Linked DNA regions of Mus musculus: regions 2 and 3 are each linked to region 1. A link is a contact called in public HiChIP or PLAC-seq and promoter capture Hi-C data. All regions are on one chromosome and are shown on one strand. The core of a region is the stretch at or near the end of the contact, and the rest is flanking DNA. Distances in the headings are between cores, read along the strand shown.

Region 1 (3,020 bases), core at 493-2,992:
AGGGGAGGGGACTGTGTTTAAAACACTTGCCACAAAATAGAAAGTCGATTAAGACTATGGGCATTGTTAGAGTCACCCTATTGTAAGCCTAAATGTCTACTGCAAAAATCTTGAAGCATTTATTTCTAATGAGCAAGAGGTGTGTGTGTGTGTGTGTAATTAGATGGTAGAGTATATCCAATCTACACAGCTCGGTGATCAAGGGGAGTGGGTGAACATTGCAGGCAGACACTCAGAGGGAAACGGCGGCACCTTCCCAAGCCCAATGAAGAAGTATAACCCGGAGGCTTTTCAGAATGCAATCAGTGCGTGCCAAAGCTGCTTTTCTCAAATCGCGAAGGAGAGGGGCACGGGACTGCACAAGTCTGGGCTCCAAGGCTAAGCACCTGTTTTAAAAATGGGCCTGGGGCATCTGCACACTTGCCTGGTCCGGCCAGAGGCATGCACATCCTCGGAGCTTTAAAACAGAAAGCTACCATCCATCCCAAGGAAGGTACCGGGAGCTCAGTGCACTCCCAGGACACCGCTCGCTTGCAACATCTCGGCGCGGCGCCAGGCAAGGGCCCGCTTCTCCAGCCTGCAAGCGGTGCCTACGGGATCGGCCGCACCTGCCCGGCCCAGGCCTGCGGGCCTCAGCTCCGGCGGCGGCCGCAGCGGCAGCGGCGGCGTTCCGGTGCGCGCGCGCGCTCAGCCAATCGCGTGCTCGCCCGCCCCCCGCCGCCGCGGTGAGGCTGGCGCCGGGAAGAGGAAGAGGAACATTCGCCCTCCTCCTCCCAGCGCGCGGGCGGCGGCGGCAGCGGCACCGGGGTCACGAACTCTGACCTTTCACTGACAAAAACAATAACAAAGCGCGGTCCCTCCGCGACCCCGGCGGTGCCAGGGCCCAGCCCGCCGCCCCGCTCCGCACCGGCCCGCCGCGGCGTCCCGGCCGCCCGAGCCCCCGGGCTCCTGCCCTCCGGCGCCTGCCCGGCCCGCGCCCTGCCCTCCTAGCCGGGGGCGCCGGCCGCAGACACGGGATCTGCTCCGCGGTTGTGGTGGCGCCCGACCCTGAGGTAAGAGCAAGCCCGCCGGGCCAAGCCGCGGCGCGGCGCGGCGCAGCGCGGCACGGCGGAGGAGGGCAGGCCTGCGCCGCCATGGAGGCCGCGGAGGCTGAACGCGGCCTTTTACCTTTGCCACGGGGCGGTGGCGGCGGCAGCAGCGGGCGCTTTGCATAGTGGGCCGGGCCGCACCCTTCCCTCCCCTCTCTTCCACTCCCCTCCCCTCCCGCGGCCGAGCCCGGCGAGCCGCTGTCCTGACCGGGCCGGCCGCGCGCCGCGGGGGCGGAGAGGGGGACTGTCCGCGGCCCCGCCTCACGCCTGGCCCTCCGCCAGCGCCGCCATCTTGTCCCCGCGGCGCCGGCCAGGCTCCCCTCGGCGCGCGCCCGGCCTGCCCGCTTCTTCCTGTGTTCCCCGCTCCTCACCCCAGCACTCCCCGCCTGCCGTTGGCTGCCACCCTGGCCCAACCGCCGTTTTTCCGGACTAGGAGGGTGGAAGGGGAGGGAGGGAGGCGTGGGCAGGGCACGACCTCCTGAGTGACGGCCGGGCTGGCCAATCGTTCCCCCTTATAGGAGGGCCACGGCCTGCGGCACCGCCCCCGGGGCTGTGCTGGTTGGTCCAGGTGGGAGAGGGAGGTCCCGGGGGCCGCTAGTGCGGGGTGTGAGGCCGGGCGGGCCAGCCTCTGAGGAACTTGGTGGGTCTCGGGCTGGGAAGCTGGTGATGCTTTTTGAACCCATGGCGCGGCCAGAAGGGAAGAGTTCGTCGGCACTTGGAGGCTCTCCGGGGTTCGCGCTTTCCTCACGACTCTGGACGGAGCCCCTCTGGCGGGCTCAATTTCAGTCCATGAAATTGGGACACCAGACGTTCTTGCCAAGCCTCGCCTCTCTCCTCAGCATTGTTTGAGGGACTGTTCTCTGAAAATGGAGTCCAAGCTACTCTGCCAGCCTCAAAAGTAATTTGCAAATGGTGGTGTTAGTTTTTTCGTCTTATTGTGGTGCTGGGGACGGCCCTGCCATTGAGTAACATCCCTAGTCCCAAAATGGTGATGTGGAAATATATAAGGAACCAACTGGAGTGGAAAACTTGTGAGGTGATTCTCTTTCCTACTTTCATTAAACACAGTTGTGCGTAGCTTTAGACACTAGGACACTACTTCCAGAGATTCAACTGACCTGGGCAAGGAGCCATTCTCCCCCCAGAATTTTGGATGCCGAGGGGATACAAAGGCTCAGAGAATGGTCAGAGAATGGAAGAAACTGGATGATGTGCTGAAGGAATCGTGAGGGCATTAATTTAATTGGATGGTGAGGAAGTCAGGCTTCACTGAATGTTTGAATAGATTTCAGGAAAAGAGCTGGGTTCTGGATAGCAAGCTTGAAGATGGGAAGGGAAGATTTTCCCACACTTTTTGTTGAGTAAATTGTTGCTGATACTATTGATAGCTAAGTGCTGCATATTTAATTGGTGCATTTTTACCCGAACTTGACAGTTGGGATAGCATGCCCAGCAATAAAATGTCCATTATACTAAGCAGGGAATTTGAATTGGACTTCAGTAGGCATTCTTTTAACATATTTATCTTTCCCAGAGATAAAATTGATTGATGCTATGAAGCTACTGAAAATCTCATTTATCAAAGTGGAAAACAAACTTTACAAAATATAATGTTAGCTTCCATTGGAAAGTCTGATGACTAAAATATTTGTGCATATAACATAGTAGGAAGGGCTGGCTAGCATGTAGGAAATCAAGTTTCATCCTTAGCACTGCATAAACTTATGTAGTGCTGCATATCTGTAATCCCAGTTACTGGGGCGGTGGAGGCAGATCAGAAGTTTCAGTGTCATTCTTGGCTACATAGAGTTTTAGGCCAGCCTGGGCTATAAGATCCGGTATCCAAAATAAAATATTTGAAATCAAACAATACCTTTTTAATAATATGAGCAGTCTCAGTTTTAATTCTTTCTTTGGATATCTCAAGAGACA
Region 2 (2,827 bases), core at 192-2,691, 1.1 Mb before region 1:
TGATGGAAACAGAGCCCTTTCCATGCACAATACTTACTGACCAGTGAATTCTGCATAACTCTGAGTTATCAGCTCCATAGACTTGGTACACAAGAATTCCAACCATATCACTTGGCCACACTTAGCCTATAGTTGGGGAGATCTGGTCTGCAGACTAGCATGTGTCTATGCTGGGTGAACGTCTGCAAGCAGGAGATCCACTGAACTCAGATGGTCTCATAACTACATCAGTAGCTCGTACTCCCTTTCAGATAGGTCAGTTTCACCTTCTTTGATTCCAGTTTTTGACAAATTCCCAGTTTGTCTATGTTTGTTTCTCTGCTGGCTCAGTGGTAATTATTCCTGTTGACACCCAGACAAGCACAGAACTGTGTACTTCCCAAGTTAAGCCAAGTGTTGCTCTTCTATAAAAAAATAAAGTAGCACAAACAATCCAATCAGCTGTCAAAGCAATGTTATAGACAAAATAACTGACAGATAGTCATCCTGATGACACAACATATGGATGTTCCCAAATGCCTGCCTCCTGTGGCCAAGCGCTCACCACACCTCCCTCCCCATAGCGAAGCCCTGAGGTCTGAGGTTTCTGCAGGCACAGTGGCCTGTATCTGGTGTGAACACTCACGTCAAAAGCACCAGCAGCTCTCAACTGCAATTCACACACTGCACCACTCACTATTTCTCTCAGCGCCAGCTAGATAAAGAAGCATTCCCTGATTTACTTTCTGGGTTGTAAAATAATAATTTGCTTAGCTTGTCAGACGGCTGGGAGAGAGCTTCAGAAAAACACTCCCTCATCTTTCTGTGGACTCTACCATCTGCTGGAAAAATAAGAATGGCTCACCCTGATCCCTTACAGTTTAATACATTTTGTCCAACTAGGACAAGTGTCCCAAAGTGTGGTGCAGCTTGTTCCTGACAAAGGGACATCTTCTCAGCACTGGATCCAGCCTTTATCTCAGCTGGGAGAAGGAGAATATTATTTAGTGGAAATATAACCACAGGGTCTCCTGCCACCAGTTTCTCAGCCACAGTTACAGGTGAGGAGAAAAAAGGCCTTCCTATCCTCTTCCAGACCCCTAGTCTTTGCTCCTAGGGAGAAAGGAATCTGCGCATAAGAGCACTCTGCTTCCTAGCCCCTACACCCCAGTTTTGGTACTTTCTAACCACTTTGAAGAACACAACTCAAAGGCTCCTTGCCAGGACCATCATAGTGCTTTCTGTGTTATCTGCCTGCTGCCAATTAGGACAGTCCAGTTTCCTCTTGCCACCCCCTCTTCTACGGCCACCCTTGAGCATGCCCCTGAAATGAAGCACCACCATCATGGTTAATGTCACCACAAACCCAGAAAAGCACTTTGTTTGGTAAGTCAACAGACACTGAATGCCACTGAAAACCTCCCCCAGAGTGAGTCACCAACTCAGAGCTTCAGAAAAAACGTCCTCTCAGAGTGATGTGTGATGTGACAGCCCTTGAGGGCTGGAGCAGATGAGAAGGCGGAAGAGGCTGTTCCACTGGGCCTCTCCCCAGCCACTTGAGGCTGATGTTTACTTCTGCCAAGAAACTTCAGGAGATCAAAGGCTAAAAGGGGGTCACCTTCTTCTACCTTTTCCCCTTTACACAATCACCACCAAAAGCACTGCATTGGTGACAAGATTCAATGGGGCAGAAGGGATCCAAACATGCTGTGCACCTTCAAGCACTGGCCAGGAGCCAAAAAGAATCCTGAGAAGTGGTCTGATCATTCCACAGTGTGAAAGTCAGGCAGGAGGTGAGCAAGATCAGGAGCCAAACAGCGTGAGATCCAACACTGGCTGACGACCAGACAGAGCTTAAACAAGGCATGTGATCCCTCTAAGCCTAGGTTTCACATCTGTATAATGGGAGCCTGTCTTTGCCTGATAGGAGTGATGACACATAAGGTATGAGCACACAGCAAACCCTTAGGGGATATTGCCATGTTCTCTTAAACTTGGTTCAATACATTCATTCGCACCTGCGGTTTGATGATTCCAATACTTCTTGTCTTCCCTGGCTTACCCATTCAGGCTATATACTCTGAGCACCCACTAGGTACCCAAGCTCTAGTGAGGGAAATGTGGTTCTAGAAATGGATCATTAGAATGTAGCTGACTGCACACTGCATAAATGAGTGCTGATGTCAGGGGAAAATCAACGTCAATAACAACAGAAGCAAATAACTCCCAGATAGCAAAGGCACCATGAATGAATGGATTTCTTCCCTGTTTTAATCTTCTCCCCCAGTGCTGGGAATAAATAATGACTCTTGGTACTAGAGGTCAAGACATTCAAGAAAGCCCTCTGAGGAAGAGCTTAAAGTTTCTGGGATTGAAAGCTTCTAGCATGTCTAGGCATCTGTGCCTAGTGAGGTAATTATCAAGCTCACTCTTGTCTCAGGGAAAGCAATGGACCCCTGAAGCTCATCTATATAGTGAGAAGGGAGCTCCTAACTCAGGCTGCAGTGGCTACCAGCTACTTAGTAAAAGGTCAGTCAGGTCTTGCTCAACCAGCATGCTTGTCAGACCGGCTCTTCTCAGGGCCACTATATGCAAATAGGGAGGCCTGAGAATGTTGTTATCCTCTGCCCAAAGGTAGAAAGTAGAGGCCAATCCCCTAGCTCCATTTCCCCCCAAACTGTGGCCCTATTCTGCTCTGTCACCTCTGGAAACTCAGCTTAATAACAGCTGTTAGCTCCAGCAACCCTTTGCCACAGCTCCATATCCCCCACTGCACATCTCTTGCACCTAGCCTTTAAGTTTCCACCTCCTGCTTTGGCTCAGCTGATCTAAAGAATTGAGAAACTGA
Region 3 (2,850 bases), core at 164-2,663, 1.3 Mb before region 1:
CTCCCTGGGAGACCAGCAGAAACTGGCAGATCCCCTAACCCACAGACCCCACATCACAGACCACTGCTATTTCAAGCCATAGCACCATACAGCTTGTTACATAGCAACAGTTAGCACTTGAGAATTCACCACTGACTTCCTGTGGTGCCTATACCAGGGTACCTGTTTGTAGAGCTGAGACCCTGAAGCATGGGCTCTGCTTTGGGCCAAGAGCAGTCTCCACAATCCCAGGGAACTCAAAAGTTTTCAAATAAACCATAGACCCACATGGTCAGAGGGAGGGAACTGGGGAAGATGCTGGGATTGTTCTCTGAGTCTAGCTCCAGCCGACATACAGATGAATTTCTGATGGGCAGTAGCCTCATGGCCAACTTTTCCTGGAGCCTTCCAAGTAAATGACACAGTGTGTGTCCTAATGGGAATCTTTGTCCATCTCAAAGAAATGAAGAAACAGAAATGAAGAGGCTGGAGACCCTGCCTACAGTCACTCTTCCAAAGATTTGTCTTCCTCTGGTCTTCCCTGAAATGGTAGATACCCTTCCAGTTCACAGCTGTGTGCATGAGAAGAGGCTAGAAGAGGTGAGGGATATGAGGGTGTGTCATCATACCCATATTTCTGACTTACTGAGCTTGCAGGGGACACTGACCACTCTGAAGAAGGCTGGGAGCTGCTAGCAAAGGGCCATCTTCCAGGCAGACCAGATGGATAGCAGCTCTGGGTCTGGTAGGGACTAGCTCTCAGATGATCTTGCAGATGAGGGAGAGGTAAGGCTATCAGCTGCAGCCAGAAGGAAGGCATGGAAACAATGAGCTCAGCTTGATATGAAATACTGAAGTCTCTTTTAAGTCAGTGTTTGGGATACACACCCTCAACCTCAAAGGAAAGGTAAGTTCTGGATTCCAATTCTGATGCTGCTACTTCCCAGAATTCAGAAAAGAATTCTGGCAACACACCTGGCTGCCTCAGTTTCCCCAGCTGCAAAACAAAGTTAAAGCCAGTACTGGCAGTGTGGGCCTAGAGTCCAGCCACTTGAGAACTGAAGAATCACCAAGCCCAAGACTAGACTGGGCTATAGAAAGTATTCGAGGCCAGTCTGAATAAGTTAGTGAGATCCTGTCTCAAAAAGCAAAAAGAGATAGCTGAGCATGGTGCTCAGTGGTAGAGCACTAACCTATGATACATGAGGCCCTCAATTTAATCCCCACTGCTGAAAAGACAAAACCAAAACCAAAACCAAAACCAGATGCCAATAAAGAGATGAGATTTGCACCCATGCTTTCAGGATTTGTCGTGAGAAATCAATGAGGCAATTTTTTGCAGCTTGGCCTCAAACCCAAAGTAATTTTCCTCCCTCAACTTCCAAAGCATTTGGTGAGTCATCAACGCCCGAGACTCCAGTGAAGCTGTGGCTGGACTAGTCCTTATACAGATGAGAGCTAGATGCACATCCAACAGTCCTTGATAGCTCTGGCCTGTCCTAGCTATGGACAAGGCTAAGAGAAAAGCATGGCTTGAGCCCAGAAAAGAAGGTAGAGGAAAATGGAGACAGGAAGAGAAGAGAAAAGAGCCAGGCCTGGTAGTACAGGGAGGACAAAAGGAACGACAGGAATGTGAGGTCATGTGGCCAGTGGTAGTGCTTACCTACCATGCCTAGGGCCCTGGGTTCTACTTTCAGCACTGTAAAAAATAAAAATAAAAATAAAAATAAAATATGAAAACAAAACCCAATTCCAGGTTTTCCACATTCTTTCTAGAGGCCCCTTAACCCTGCCCTGCCCTGCCCCTACCCTTCACTTCTCCCTAGTGACCCAGTGGGTGGAGTTCACCCTTATCTCTGCCATGTCTCTGAAAGCAGATGAAGCAACAGGATTAAAGCTGAGGCTGAGCTGACCCGCCTCTCTGTGTTCTGGGTCCCACCCCTTACCTCATCCCTTTGGCCTGGAGCTTATCATGTTCTGCTTGTTTTAAGTACCCAGCTTGCCCCACTCCCCCTCAAACACTCTCACAGGACCTCTATCTAACATGATGTTTCTCAACCTAATGCTGAGACCGTTTCATACAGTTCCTCATGTTGTGGTAACTCCAACTATAAAACAATTTTCATTGCTACTTCATAATTATAATTTTGATACTGTTATGAATCATCATGTAAATATCTGTGTTTTCTGATGATCTTAGGTGACCCCTATAAAAGGATCATTCAACCCTCAAGGGGTCCTGACACATGTTGAAAAACTCTGCTTTACGTGATGACTGAACGAGTCTGATCTCCACTACCCCCCCAACCTCTCCCCACCCTCCCCAGTACAGCTCTTTGCTGTCCCCTTCACCTTTAGTCTGGGACTCCAGGGCCAGCCAGGTTACCTCCCTATCACTGTAGCTAGAGTGTGGTCCTCTTCCAGTCTGTGCTGAGGGAACAAGGTGAGCACTATCCAACAGTGGAGTGGCTCCAGATTCTGTGCCCAACCAGACACCCTCCTTTTTGGGGATACTGCTGGAAGTTCCCAGTCCCTCTGTCCTTAGAACCCGAATCCCCAGCTGGTCCTTCATCCAGTGGCTTCCTTGATCTTGGACTCAGGTCCCCTGTGACCACCCAAGAAGTCATTCAAAACCACACAGCCACATTTCACTCTGTGGTCCATTTCCTGAGCCCCAGATATTCCAAGAGGAAGGCGTTCCACTACCCTTGCCCCCTCCACCACCACCACCTCTACTCTGGGCCAAACACACAGAGGGCACTTAGGAGATATTCGCTAGGTACACTGTTGGCCAGATAACAACTCACTCAGCTGAGCTCATGGAACAGGAAGGTGGTGGTGAGGAAGATGCTTAGGTACCCACCCTGACAG

What was found. Promoter capture Hi-C pulls out the DNA fragments that hold promoters and counts their contacts. HiChIP or PLAC-seq counts read pairs in DNA pulled down with a chosen protein or histone mark.
Region 2: a promoter capture Hi-C map of hippocampal neurons shows a contact between it and region 1, with 8 times the contacts expected there. The contact joins the enhancer-like site here to the promoter of Nr2c2 in region 1. A contact is called at or near these places in 4 of 39 promoter capture datasets (hippocampal neurons, liver, pre-B cells and 1 more).
Region 3: a FOXA1 HiChIP or PLAC-seq map of pancreatic cancer cells shows a contact between it and region 1. The contact joins the enhancer-like site here to the promoter of Nr2c2 in region 1. A contact is called at or near these places in 2 of 39 promoter capture datasets (neutrophils and pre-B cells), 2 of 484 Hi-C or Micro-C datasets (B cells and double positive thymocytes) and 2 of 115 datasets of contacts at active chromatin or transcription factors (pancreatic cancer cells and thymic regulatory T cells).

Annotation. Positions count from the first base shown.
Region 1 is chr6:92,090,691-92,093,710 of GRCm38.p6, forward strand. It overlaps Nr2c2 (nuclear receptor subfamily 2, group C, member 2), which reads left to right and starts at 1,743. Exons shown (of 15, transcript NM_001347342.1): 1 at 1,743-2,124.
Region 2 is chr6:90,982,875-90,985,701 of GRCm38.p6, forward strand. It overlaps a transcript of Iqsec1 not described here. Among named protein-coding and RNA genes, the nearest start is that of Gm38860, 26 kb to the right of the region's middle. Within about 2 kb of position 1,442, at least 27 of the 459 cell types and tissues checked have an H3K27ac peak or open chromatin away from gene starts, as enhancers often do. A contact at or near this core is called in hippocampal neurons, where this site is marked.
Region 3 is chr6:90,748,393-90,751,242 of GRCm38.p6, forward strand. The region is part of intron 1 of Iqsec1 (IQ motif and Sec7 domain 1); the gene reads right to left. Among named protein-coding and RNA genes, the nearest start is that of Iqsec1, 60 kb to the right of the region's middle. Within about 2 kb of position 1,414, at least 76 of the 459 cell types and tissues checked have an H3K27ac peak or open chromatin away from gene starts, as enhancers often do. A contact at or near this core is called in pancreatic cancer cells, where this site is marked.